2 separate regions of the Sus scrofa genome follow, and region 1 is linked to region 2. The links are chromatin contacts, called in public HiChIP or PLAC-seq maps. All regions are on one chromosome and are shown on one strand. The core of a region is the stretch at or near the end of the contact, and the rest is flanking DNA. Distances in the headings are between cores, read along the strand shown.

Region 1 (5,886 bases), core at 3,056-5,555, 140 kb after region 2:
TCACTGGCTGAGTGAGCTTGTCATATTGCTTTATGTGCCTCAGTTTGCTCAGCTGTCAGAACAGCTACCTTGATCTACACGGGCTGATACAGGCAAATCTTAAAAATAGAAAAGCACGAGCTCCTGCTGTGGCACAATGGGATGGCCGTGCCATGGGAGCATTGGGATGCAGGTTTGATCCCCGGCCTGGCACAGTGGGTTAAGGATCCCGCGTGGCGGCAGCTGCAGCTTAGGTCACAGCTGCAGCTTAGTTCGCAACTGCAGCTTGGATGTGATCCCTGCCCTGGGAACTCCATATGCCGTGGGGCAGCCAAAACAGAAAAAAAAAAAAAAAAAAAAAAAAAACAGTAGAAAAGCCAAGTCACAAAGAGCTCGACATCCTCTTGTAAGAAACAAAGCTGTACACAAGGACAGATACACATTTATGGAGACAGAGGCAAATGACAGAGAAAGGCCTGAGGCTGGGCTGCGTCATAAAAATGTAATTGAGCCCCAGATGTGCTTTTAAACGTTCTAGGGGCCACCTTAAAAAAGTAAAAAAGAAACAGGAGACATTCGTTTTAATAATATATTTTATGCAGCCTAATGTATTCAAAATGTTACCATTTTGACAGGTAATCAATATAAAATTGTTGAGATAGTTTACATTCTTTTCTCACACTGAGCCTTTGTGTGAGTTTTACACCCACAGCACCTTGCAGTTGGGACTTGCGTTATGTCACAGGCTCAGGAGCCACCCTGCTAGTGATTCCTGTGTTGGACAGGGCAGGTCAGGAGGATAACCCTTCCCACTGGCCGTTACTGGAATAGAGGAGAAAACAGGTGGCTGGAGGAGGTGAACAAAGGTTTTCTATTTTCTTAAACGGTTTTCCTGTAGTCTTCACATTTTTCACACCAAGCATGTCTTTATATTAACTTCGTAATTTTTTTTTTGTCCGCACCCACAGCATGCAGAAAGTCCCAGGCAGGGATTGAACCCAAGACCTGAACCACAGCAGTGACAGTGCTGGATCTTTAACCACTAGGCCACCAGGGAAGTCCTATAATTCTTTTTAAAAGCTATTAAAATTAGTGGGAAAAAAAAATAGGAGTTTCCACTATGGCCCAAGGGGTTAGGAACCTGATGGCAGCAGCAGATTGATCCAACACAGGCTCAATCCCCAGGCCAGCATAGTGGGTTAAAAGGTCTGTAGGTTGAAGCTGGGGCTGGGATTCAGTCCCTGGCCCAGGAACTTCCAGGTGCATAGGGTATGGCCATTAAAAAAAAGAAAGTGAAAAAAATAGCCTCTCTGAGTGACTGTGAAGATGGCGTGAGATCATGTGAAAAGTGTTCGTGGATGACAAAACCCTGTCCAAATATGTGGGCTTATTTGTGCTCCTCCTTCTGCCAGAAAGGTTGGAAGGTGGCCCATAGGGATACGTAAAATGCAAGAGTAATGGAAATTAGGAGTTTCCTTTGTGAATCGGTGATTAATGAAGCTGACTAGGATCCATGAGGATGAGGGTTTGATCCCAGGCCTCGCTCAGTGGGTTAAGGATCCAGGGTTGCGGTGAGCTGCAGTGTGGGTCGAAGACGTGGCTCAGATCCAGCATTGCTGCGGCTGTGGCGCAGGCTGGCAGCTATAACTCCGATTGGACCCCTAGCCTGGGAACCTCCATATGCCACAAGTGGGGCTCTAAGAAGCAAAAAAAGAAAAAGAAAAAAAAAAAGTAACAAAAGTTAAAAGTGGAAGCAAAAAGAGAAAGAAAAACAAAGTTGAAGGTCTCCAGGGAGGCCCACGTGCTTCCCAGCCTCATACTGGGCCCAGGCCTTCCAGCAGCTTCCCTGTAGAGGTGTCAGCTCTTCCCCAGGCCCTCCAGAATCTACTGCCTCCCCTTCCTACTTTCCCTCTTCCTCCCTTAATTTCCACCACCCGCCACACACACCCCCGACCAGACCAGCCACCTCACATGTCATTAATCCCAGCCTCTGGCCTCTGGTCCTGCTGTTCTCTGCTTCCCCCCCACCTCCTCCCCCACCACCTGCCTCATCTACCCACCTGGACCACACCTGCATCACTAGTACACACACACACACACACACACACACAGCTCCTTCTTGCCTGCCCTTGACTGTCTCACCCTCCAAGATCTCTCACCACTGCCTTCCCACCACACTAAGTAGCTTTTGCCCACATGCTGTCATGTGTGGTTTTTCCCACTCAAAGGACCAATTTCTGAGCAAGTGCTCTGTACCAGGCACGGTGGGAAGTTCAGTGCTGCCAATGGTGGCATCTTATTCGGCTCTCCAGGAGCTTCTGAGGTCGTGGGATCCATTCACTCTGAGGGTGAGGTCTGTGAGACACCACAGCCGTCTTCAACGTCCCCAGGGTCCCCGTGGTGGAATCCCTAGGATCCGAACTAGAAAAGCTCTTGGATTCCCACCCTCCACTCCCTTCACTCATGCCTTGCCCCAGGCCTCCCGCTCCTTCCTTGCCCACCTTCTTCCTTCCTTCCTTCTCTGCGGGACCCATGAAACCTGAGCTCCCTTCCTAGCTTCCCCGGACAGGGCCAAATCTCCCCTGTATCCTCAGGACTGAGCACCAGGGCCGGATCTGTTTCCCTGGGGAACCCATTGAAAAGGTAGACAAGGGAGTTCGCATCGTGGCTCCATGAACCCAACTAGGATCCATAAGGACACAGGTTCGAGCCCTGGCCTCGCTCAGGGGGTTAAGGATCCGGCGTTGCCGTGAGCTGTGGTGTAGGTCGCAGACGCAGCTCAGATCCTGAGTTGCTGTGGCTGTTGGTGTAGGCTGGCAGCTGCAGCTCCATTTCGACCCCTAGCCTGGGAACTTCCATATGCCACGGGTGCAGCCCTAAAAAGACAAAAAAAGAAAATGTAGACAAGAATCGAAGGAGTGGCATTGCTCCCCTAGCCTTAAAAATCCAACTCTGGGGTGTGGCTCTGGTGGAGCCCACCCATGAAGTAGCAAGCTGGCAATGCCCCAGATCCGGTGGGAATGGGGGGGTCAGAGCTGCTGGCTTCCCCTTCATTTGCAGCCAATCCTTCTGGTCCCTCCACTGTAAAGATAATTGGAATTATAACCGTAATCATAGTAGCTAACGTCCAAGGAGCTCTACTCCGTGCCAGGGTGTTAAAGCGCTCTACGTGGCCGAGCTCATTGGAGCCTCACAGCGACTTTATGAACTAGCTGTTATTTTTATCTCCATTTCACAGATAAGGAAGCCAAGTTTTCTCTCCCCTCCCAGTGGGGACAGAGGGTAGAAGATTAAGCTGCAACTGAAGGCAGAAGGGAAGGATGAGCAGAGACGACAAGAGCTTCCAGAAACACCCCCTTTCTCTTTCTCTGCCCCTTCTGTTCCCCCCGGGGGGGTCTCTTCCTGTCCACTGCGAGAGGAAATGAAGTTGGAAGAGAGAGACACAAAGATAAATTGAAGAAACAATAAATAGAAGGAGCTGAAGGCACATCCTTGGTGCCACAGCAAGTGGTACCCCCCCACCCTGTGCCCACCAAGGTGCCAGATATGGGGAAAGAAATGGGGGGCTCGCTGTTTCTATAGCAACAACCTTCCCCTGACACCTCCAAAGACCAGAATCAAATCCCCTGCACCCCATTGGGTGGCCCAGCGGAGTTCCCTTGCCCACCCTTCCAATCGGGAGGGTGTCTCACAGCGCCCCATTCATTATGGGTTCTGCAGCAGGTTAACTCCTCCCCCTCTAGCTCGGCCCCCCTTCTCCAAGACTGACAGCTCTCTATCCTCCCCTTAGCCCCAGGAGGGGGAAGGGTCGATCATCTACAGCACAGCAACCAGGTCAGTGCAGACCGGAGCCCCGTCACCCCAGCCCCACGCCTGACTCTTTATTAACCCCGCCTCCAGTTTGCCTTGTCCCAGCCCCAGGATCATCCTGGGTAGCACTCTCCGCAGATGGGGGGCCTTAAGGATGCCACCATCACCTGTCCCTGGGGAATCGCCTCCTCCACCACAAGGATCTAGGCTCCTGGGCCAAAGCCCTGCTCTTATCCTTTAAGGAAACACTCAACTCTTCTCCCATGTCACCAGTTCCTATTGCGTCAACTCAATCCCTGAACCGTCTCTAGTTAGTGAAGGATCTAAATTGTACTGCGATGAATGAGTCCAAACCTAAGTCCTAGGCAGCATTCATCAGCCCAGTTTATATTCTCGTAGCGCTGACCCCTGGTCCTCACATGCCCTGGGCAGTGGCCCTCCCTCAAGCCCCTTTCTCCTCGCCTCCTCCAGTGCAGGGTCTCCACACTCTGCCAGGTCTGGCTGAGCGGGCCAGGCTCCTCCCCTGAGCCCCAGGTGGCCCCGTCGTCGGAATACCCAACCCTCCCCAGCTGCACCAGGGGGTGCTCCCCTTACCGGGTAAGTGCTCCCAGAGGCTGCCGGCTTGTCCAGGAACAGGAGTTCCTTCTCTGAGAAATAGAGAGGTCAGCCTGACCCCGTCACCAGGCCAGCAGACAAGTGGAGGTGGGCGGGGAATCCAGGCGGGTGTGGCCTGGCGCTTTCTGCTTCCCGGCAGAGCCCTGGCCCCGGACGCCCTAAAGGAGGGTGGGGGACTCTGTCCCTGTCTGTTGGCAAAGTCCAGCTAAGGTAAGGGAGTAGCTGGGGATCCCATAAGTCAGTGGACTTAGCAGTCTAGGTCTGGAAGGGAGGGGACAGAGGGGACAACCTGGGTACAGGGGAAACCTCCCCACAGTGCCCTCTGCTGGTCAGTGCCGTCCCTAGCCGGAGGCTATTGAAAAGGCACAAGGTAAGAGGAACCCTAACCAGAGCTGCTCAGACTGTAATGTGTACACAAACCACCAGAAGGACCAGGGACCGTGTTAGAATGCGGGTTCTGATCCTGTAGGTCTGGGTGGGGCCTGATGTTCTACATCTTAGAAGCCAGTGATGCCACTGCAGCCTGTCCAGGGAGCTTAGACCATGCCTAGTCCCACCCCTTCCTGCACAGTATGATGGTGGAAGCACTCAGGGAGTTAATGACCCACAAGTTGCTGGCAGCCTTGGGACGTACCCATATCAGCTCCCTACCCAAGGCTCTTTCCATGGCCCACATGGATGCTGCCACCTAGGGGAGAACGCTTGCCAGCCTATCCTTCCTTAGACACTGCCACTGGAGTGAGATCTCTGTGTACAGAGGGATTTTTTTTCCAGCTGTTTGCTCTGTATCCTCAGCTCCTGGTATAGCCCAATCCATAGCAGGTGTTCAATAAAAGTTTGAATGAGGGAGTTCCCACTATAGCACCATGAGGTAAGGATCTCACTGCAGGGAACTGCTGTTGTGGTGCAGTGGAAACAAATCAGACTAGTAACCATGCGGTTTTGGGTTCGATCCCTGGCCATGCTCAGTGGGTTAAGGATCCAGCATTGCCATGAGCTGTGGTGTAGGTCGCAGATGTGGCTTGGATCTTGCGTTGCTGTGGCTGTGGCGTAGGCCGGCGGCTACAGCCTAATTGGACCCCTAGCCTGAGAACCTCCATATGTTGCAGGCACGGCCATAAAAAGAACAAAAAAAATTTTTTTTTAAATAAATAAAGACTTGGATGAATGAGTGAGCCAGATGAGAGGAAAGAGGAAGTACTTTGGAGCCAGACTGCCAGCCCTGAACCTGGTGACCCACCTGCGGGCTGTGCCATCGGAGGCCCATTGCTCAACCCCTCTGAGTCTCCCTTCCCCTGCCTATCAAATGCACATAATAATATTTACCTCGTGAGGCATAATGATGGCCATTATTGAGCTAATCAAGTGCGTACCACGACATGGTTGCTCCGTAAGTGGTAACTTGTCCCCATGGTCTGGCATCCAGCAGCAGAGGAAGCATGTAAACTCCCCCAGCCCCACAGTGATTGTCTTTGCAGAAAA
Region 2 (5,518 bases), core at 546-3,045:
GAACTGCCCAGGATTTCTTTCTTATTTCATGAGATGGGTGTCTGAATTGCTTAAGCCACAATTAGGTGAACATTCGGTTACCAGCTGCCCAACCCATATGCTAAAATGCCTAGAACTGTGCTCACATATAATAAGCTCTCCACGAAAGGCTGTTTAATCAGTAAAAAGCAAAAGAAGAAAAGGAGGATATGTGGGCAAACAGGTTAAACTCAAGACACTGCACAAATATGAGAAAAGCTGAATTTTTTCTGAGCCTAGTTAGGCTCCGTGGGTTCAGCAGGGTTGTGGGCTCCATGGCTTCGGTTGAGTTGCCACTTACTTCATTTCAAGTAGAAGAAAAGATGAAATTCCAAGTGCTGGGATGGACACCAAACATCGTGAGAGGAGACCCTAGGAATCGCTCACAACCATTCACCGCTTCTCCTTGGAGAGCGGGTAGAGCCTGTCCAAGGGCTACAAATTTGGTGAGAATTTTCAGAGAAACACATCCAACCAAAAGGAGGAATGGTATGGAACTCACCCGGGGCCAGTCTCTAAGACAGAGAGCTGCAAAGTCCTCTTCTTTCTTGGCCTTTGATTTAAGCTGATGAAATCGGAAAGTGTGGGGCTGCCCCTTGTGGTTCACTGTGGAGTCCTGAGGGCCACCCCAGAGTCTTCCTGTTAATTCACGACGAGCAGCAGGCACTCCCTCAGCAGACACAGGGCACAGCCTTGCTCTTTCTGTTGGATCTGCCAATCTGATTAGACCCCTGGGGATCACTGATCCACTACCATGCGCCTGAGGGAGTCGGGGTGGTATCTAATGCACCCCACTGTTGCAGCCCAGCCCAGCACGTACAAGACCTCTTGAGATTTGTCTCTGTGCCCCTACCTTCCCCTTTGCCATCCTTGGCTGTCCTTTATGAGACCCTATAGGAAACTGTACACTAATTCAATTTTCCCCATCAAAAGTCTGCCCTCTGGAATTCCCGTTGTAGCGCAGAAGGTTAAGAATGCAACTAGTATCCATGAGGCTGCGGGTTCAATCCACGACCTTGCTCAGTGGGTTAAGGATCCGGCATTGCTGCAAGCTGCCACGTAGGCTGCAGATGTGGCTCAGGTCCACATTGCCGTGGCTGTGATGTAAGCCTGCAGCTGCAGCTCTGGTTCGACCCTTGGCCTGGGAACTTCCATATGCCGCAGGTGCAGCCCTAAAAAGAACAAAGATAAAAAGCCTGCACTCAGAAAAAGTCTAACATCAGTCAGTGGCACACTAGTGTGAATTAAAGTCTTTCTCAGGGCTATTTGCTAACTAAATCTCATTGCCCCTAAGGCTCCTTTGATGTATTCATCTTGCAAGTTTTGGGTCAGGTCTTAACCATTGTTATGCACTGGTTCTCTCTTAATATTATTTCATGTTCATTTGCTTTCAAGTTCTCCAACTAGACTATCGGTACCTCAAAGACAAAGCTGACATCATCTACCCATACTTAGGATTTAATTACTTGGTCATTCATTTAGTCAACAGACATCTATTGGGTGTATCCTGGGTACTGGGCTCCGTGTTAGGTCTGAGGTTTCCAGCATGAGTAAAGCGTAATCCCTGCTTTCAAGCTCCAAGTCTCTGCGGGGCAGACACCCTGGAGGAACGGATAGTTAGGTCTCCTTCTCCTGAATGTCCAGGCGTCCAATCCTCCTTCTTGCTTCTATTTTTATCCTTGCCTCACCCCTCTCCCACCAGCCTGGGTCTGAGTGAGTCTGTTTCTTGCAATCGAGAGAAACCAATTACAACACACCCTAGGGCAAGAAACGTTTGAACTGCCTCTTAAAGGATCAGTGTAGGGGAAATGAGGGCATAGGGAGGATATGCCTGGCAGAGGGCACAGCACGAGCAGGAGCGCGAGGCCAAGAACAGCTTGTTGTGGGCGATGCCAAACACATGTGCATTCATTTCTATTTGGGGCCCTCATTGTGGAATGGAAGGCTTTGTCCACAGGAAAGCCATCCCCAACATCCAAAGGCTGATAGAGAAGGTATTTCGGGGACATGCGTAGGGGAAAAAATCCCTTTCCCGGGAGCCTGCAAAAACACACGAGGTAGGCAGCTGTCCCCAAAGACCAAAGCCGAAGGCCAATTCTGCTGATTCACAGCAGCCTATTTGATGGCCAAGGATGCCTCGTAAGAGGGAGCAGCCTACAGGCAGCAGCCAAAGGCCTGGGAGAGAGAAACGTTCTCAGAAAGGGAGTGGCCAAGCGGAAAGGGACCCCAAGAGATTGTGGCACTCAGCTGATTCCAAGGGCCTCGCACCAAGTTGGGGAGCCCGTGGCATCCGGACCCAGCCTTCCATCCCTTGACAAACATCCCATTTCCCAGCAGTTTAGTACTTTTGCATCAGAGGCATTCCGACTCCCAAAGCCCGGGGGTGTAGGAGTTCAGGGGGTATTAATATGATAAGCTAGATGAGATCCACTCTTCAGCTTCCCAGAAAAGGCTGGCTCCAGCAGACAGAGCCAAGTGACACACACTCTAAAATAATCCCCGGCATCTAAACAAGGCAACGTTATCCCCCTCCCCCAGCCAAGATGCCACTGGGCTGCCAGCTCGCCCTTCATCTCCCAAGCTTCTGGGGAGGTTACATCCTGATGAAAGGTTGGTGAGAGTCGACTTAATTCTACAGAAATTAACTGAAGATCTACCAGACGAAGCTTGCTGTTGGAGAAGTAAGATGAGCTTAGGCTTTCTTACTGGGGACCCAGTCCAATCATGCAAACGCCAGGGGGTCAGATGTGCTTAACAAGGACACCCTTGCCCTGTAAGGACATTCGCTCTGAGCTCTGGCTTCCATCCAGCCCCAGGGATTGTCTTTCCATGACCTGAAGTGGCATCTTGCTTGCCTTTCATCTACCTGAAGCCACAGACCTCATTAGCCTTTTTTAAAAGCAGCGCCCCTTGGCTTCCCCCGGGCTATAAAGTTGGCTACTTAAGGGCAGAGCTTGCCCATTCAAATGCAGGTTCACTGAGGGCACAGTCTTGTTCATTGTTTCATTCCCAGCACATAGGGCAGTGCCCAGCACAGAGTCGATTCAATAGATGTTTGTTGAAGGAGAAAAGAATGTGTCGGGAAGTTCCTGTGGTGGCTCAGCCATAAAGAATGCGACTAGCATCCACGAGGATGCGGGTTCAATCGCTGGCCTCGTTCAGTGGGTTAAGGATCCAACATTGCCATGAGCTATGGTGTAGGTCGCAGATGTGGCTTGGATCTGGCATTGCTGTGGCTGTGGTGTAGACCAGTAGCTACAGCTCCAAATTGACCCCTAGCGAGGAAACTTTCATATGCCGCAGCTTTAGCCCTGAAAAGAAAACAACAACAACAAAAAGAGTGAGGCTGCAAAACTCTGGGCCCCCGCCCTCAACCTCAACAGAAGCCAAACCTCAGTGTGTGTGTATGTGTGGGAGGGTGTAGGTGTGTGTGTGCCCATGCATGCATGCTCACCCCACACACACACTCAATATCACTGTGTGGCCCTGGGGGTGCTGTGCAATTTCCAGGTTCTGTAACCTTTCTTTTTTTTCAAAGTTTCCTGAAGATTATTGCTAAAGAGCATCTTGCAAGCATAGTAAGAACCAGAAGGGCCAGTACAACACAACGTGCTTCTCAGTAGGCTGAGACTAGTATTCAAGTGGCAGCACAGACAAAGCAAGAGTGTGGAGATGTGGGAGGAAGATTGGCAAAGAAGACACTGTGTGAGTTAGTCTTAAGTTTAGCAGACAAGAGCACGATGAAGAGGCATGTCCAAGCCTAGGGAAGAGCTTTTGTAAAAGCCCTAAGTGTGAAAAGTCATGTGAATGATGTACACCCGCGTCTGTGGGCACATGTGCCCAGGACATGTGGACAGAGTATTCCTGGTGGCCCTGTTCAAACAGGAAATTAAAACCAACCAATAGAAATAACAGCAGGAGAACATCCTTTAAAATCAGGTATAATTATATAGTGGATTACTATACAGGAGTGAAAAATGAAAGGATTATAGCTACGTAGCTCATGGATGAATCTTAGGGATATAAAGTTGATCAAGAGAATAGCCAAAGAATTTGTCCAAGGTGATTTGACTTATAAAACATTCATAAAGATTGTGTAAAACTGAAAGGCTTTTGTTGTTGTGGGTGCAAAAAATAAATAAATAAATAAAAATAAACAGTGAGGAGGCCAGTGTGGCTAGAGCACAGAGAATGTCAGTGAGAGAAGGAGGAAGTGGCTGCAGGGGCTGATGGGACAGAAGTGATGGGATCCCGATCATCCAAAAGCTTTGGGTTTTTCTCTGTGTGGGGTGAGAAAGTGACCTAGGCCAAATTGTTTTTATTTTATTTTATTTTGACCAAGCCCACAGCTTATAGACGTTCCTGGGCCAGAGATCGAACTCACACCACAGCAGTGACCTAAACCACAACAGTGACAACACCACATCCTTAACAGCTAAGCCACCAAGGAACTCTGCAACTTATCTTTTTATAGTTTGTATGTATTTCTAAATTATGTCTGCATCCTATAGAATAAATTGCTTTCACAATAAAACATATTCCAAAAATTAGAAAAATCATACACAAATATACCAAGCCATAAAATACACTTAGGGTCAAGTTCTTATTAAAGTCAGTGGATGTAGGAGCTCCTGTCATGGCTCAGGGGCTAATGAATCCAACTAGGAACCATGAGGTTGCAGGTTCGATCCCTGGCCTTGCTCACTGGGTTAGGGATCTGGCGTTGCCGTGAGCTGTGGTATAGGTTGCAGACGCGGCTCGGATCCCACATTGCTATGACTCTGGTGTAGGCCAGCAGCCACCAATTCGACCCCTAGCCTGGGAACCTCCATATGCCACGGGAGCGGCCCAAGAAAATGGCAAAAAGACAAAAAAAAAAAAAAAGACAGTGGATGTAATAAATTCACATCTCAGATAGCCTTCTTGGTCACTTAGAAATGGTCTTAAGTTTAGAAAGGCCAGTCTATCACTGAGGTTTTAATCACATGGCAGGAAAGCTTATCCTAGGAGTAGGGAAAGATCAGTTCCCCTCTTTCTAATTTCTTGGTGCCCACTTGTGCTTGCCTTATAGGAATTATTTCTTTTTTATTTTTATTTTTTGCTTTTTAGGGCCCCACCTGTGGCATATGGAGGTTCCCAGTTTAGGAGCCAAATCAGAGCTACAGCTGCCAGCCTGCGCCACAGCCACAGCAATGTGGGATCCAAGCAGCATCTGTGACCTACACCACAGCTCATGGCAACACCAGATCCTTAACCCACCGAGGAAGGCCAGGGATTGAACCCGCAAACTCATGGTTCCTAGTCAGGTTCATTAACAGCTGAGACACGAGGGGAACTCTCAAGGAATTATCTTCAATCTGTGGTTTCTTTGTAGCCATATCTTTAAGCCGTTTACCCCTTTGTGGGGGTTGGTATAGTTAATACTTGCTAAGGTTATCTGCACATTCTCATCAGACAGCCATATTATGGCGATGGGAGACAGCAAATGTTTTCGGTACCC

The links. HiChIP or PLAC-seq counts read pairs in DNA pulled down with a chosen protein or histone mark.
Region 1: an H3K27ac HiChIP or PLAC-seq map of skeletal muscle shows a contact between it and region 2. The contact joins the promoter of TSPO2 here to the enhancer-like site in region 2. A contact is called at or near these places in 9 of 47 Hi-C or Micro-C datasets (brain, embryonic fibroblasts, fetal heart ventricle and 4 more) and 1 of 2 datasets of contacts at active chromatin or transcription factors (skeletal muscle).

Annotation. Positions count from the first base shown.
Region 1 is chr7:36,342,722-36,348,607 of Sscrofa11.1, forward strand. It overlaps TSPO2 (translocator protein 2), which reads left to right and starts at 4,306. Exons shown (of 4, transcript XM_021098667.1): 1 at 4,306-4,386. UNC5CL (UNC5C-like protein) reads right to left here and starts at 4,688. Exons shown (of 9, transcript XM_013977897.2): 1 at 4,384-4,688.
Region 2 is chr7:36,206,591-36,212,108 of Sscrofa11.1, forward strand. No RefSeq gene overlaps it. Among named protein-coding and RNA genes, the nearest start is that of TSPO2, 140 kb to the right of the region's middle. Within about 2 kb of position 1,796, at least 3 of the 83 cell types and tissues checked have an H3K27ac peak or open chromatin away from gene starts, as enhancers often do. A contact at or near this core is called in skeletal muscle, where this site is marked.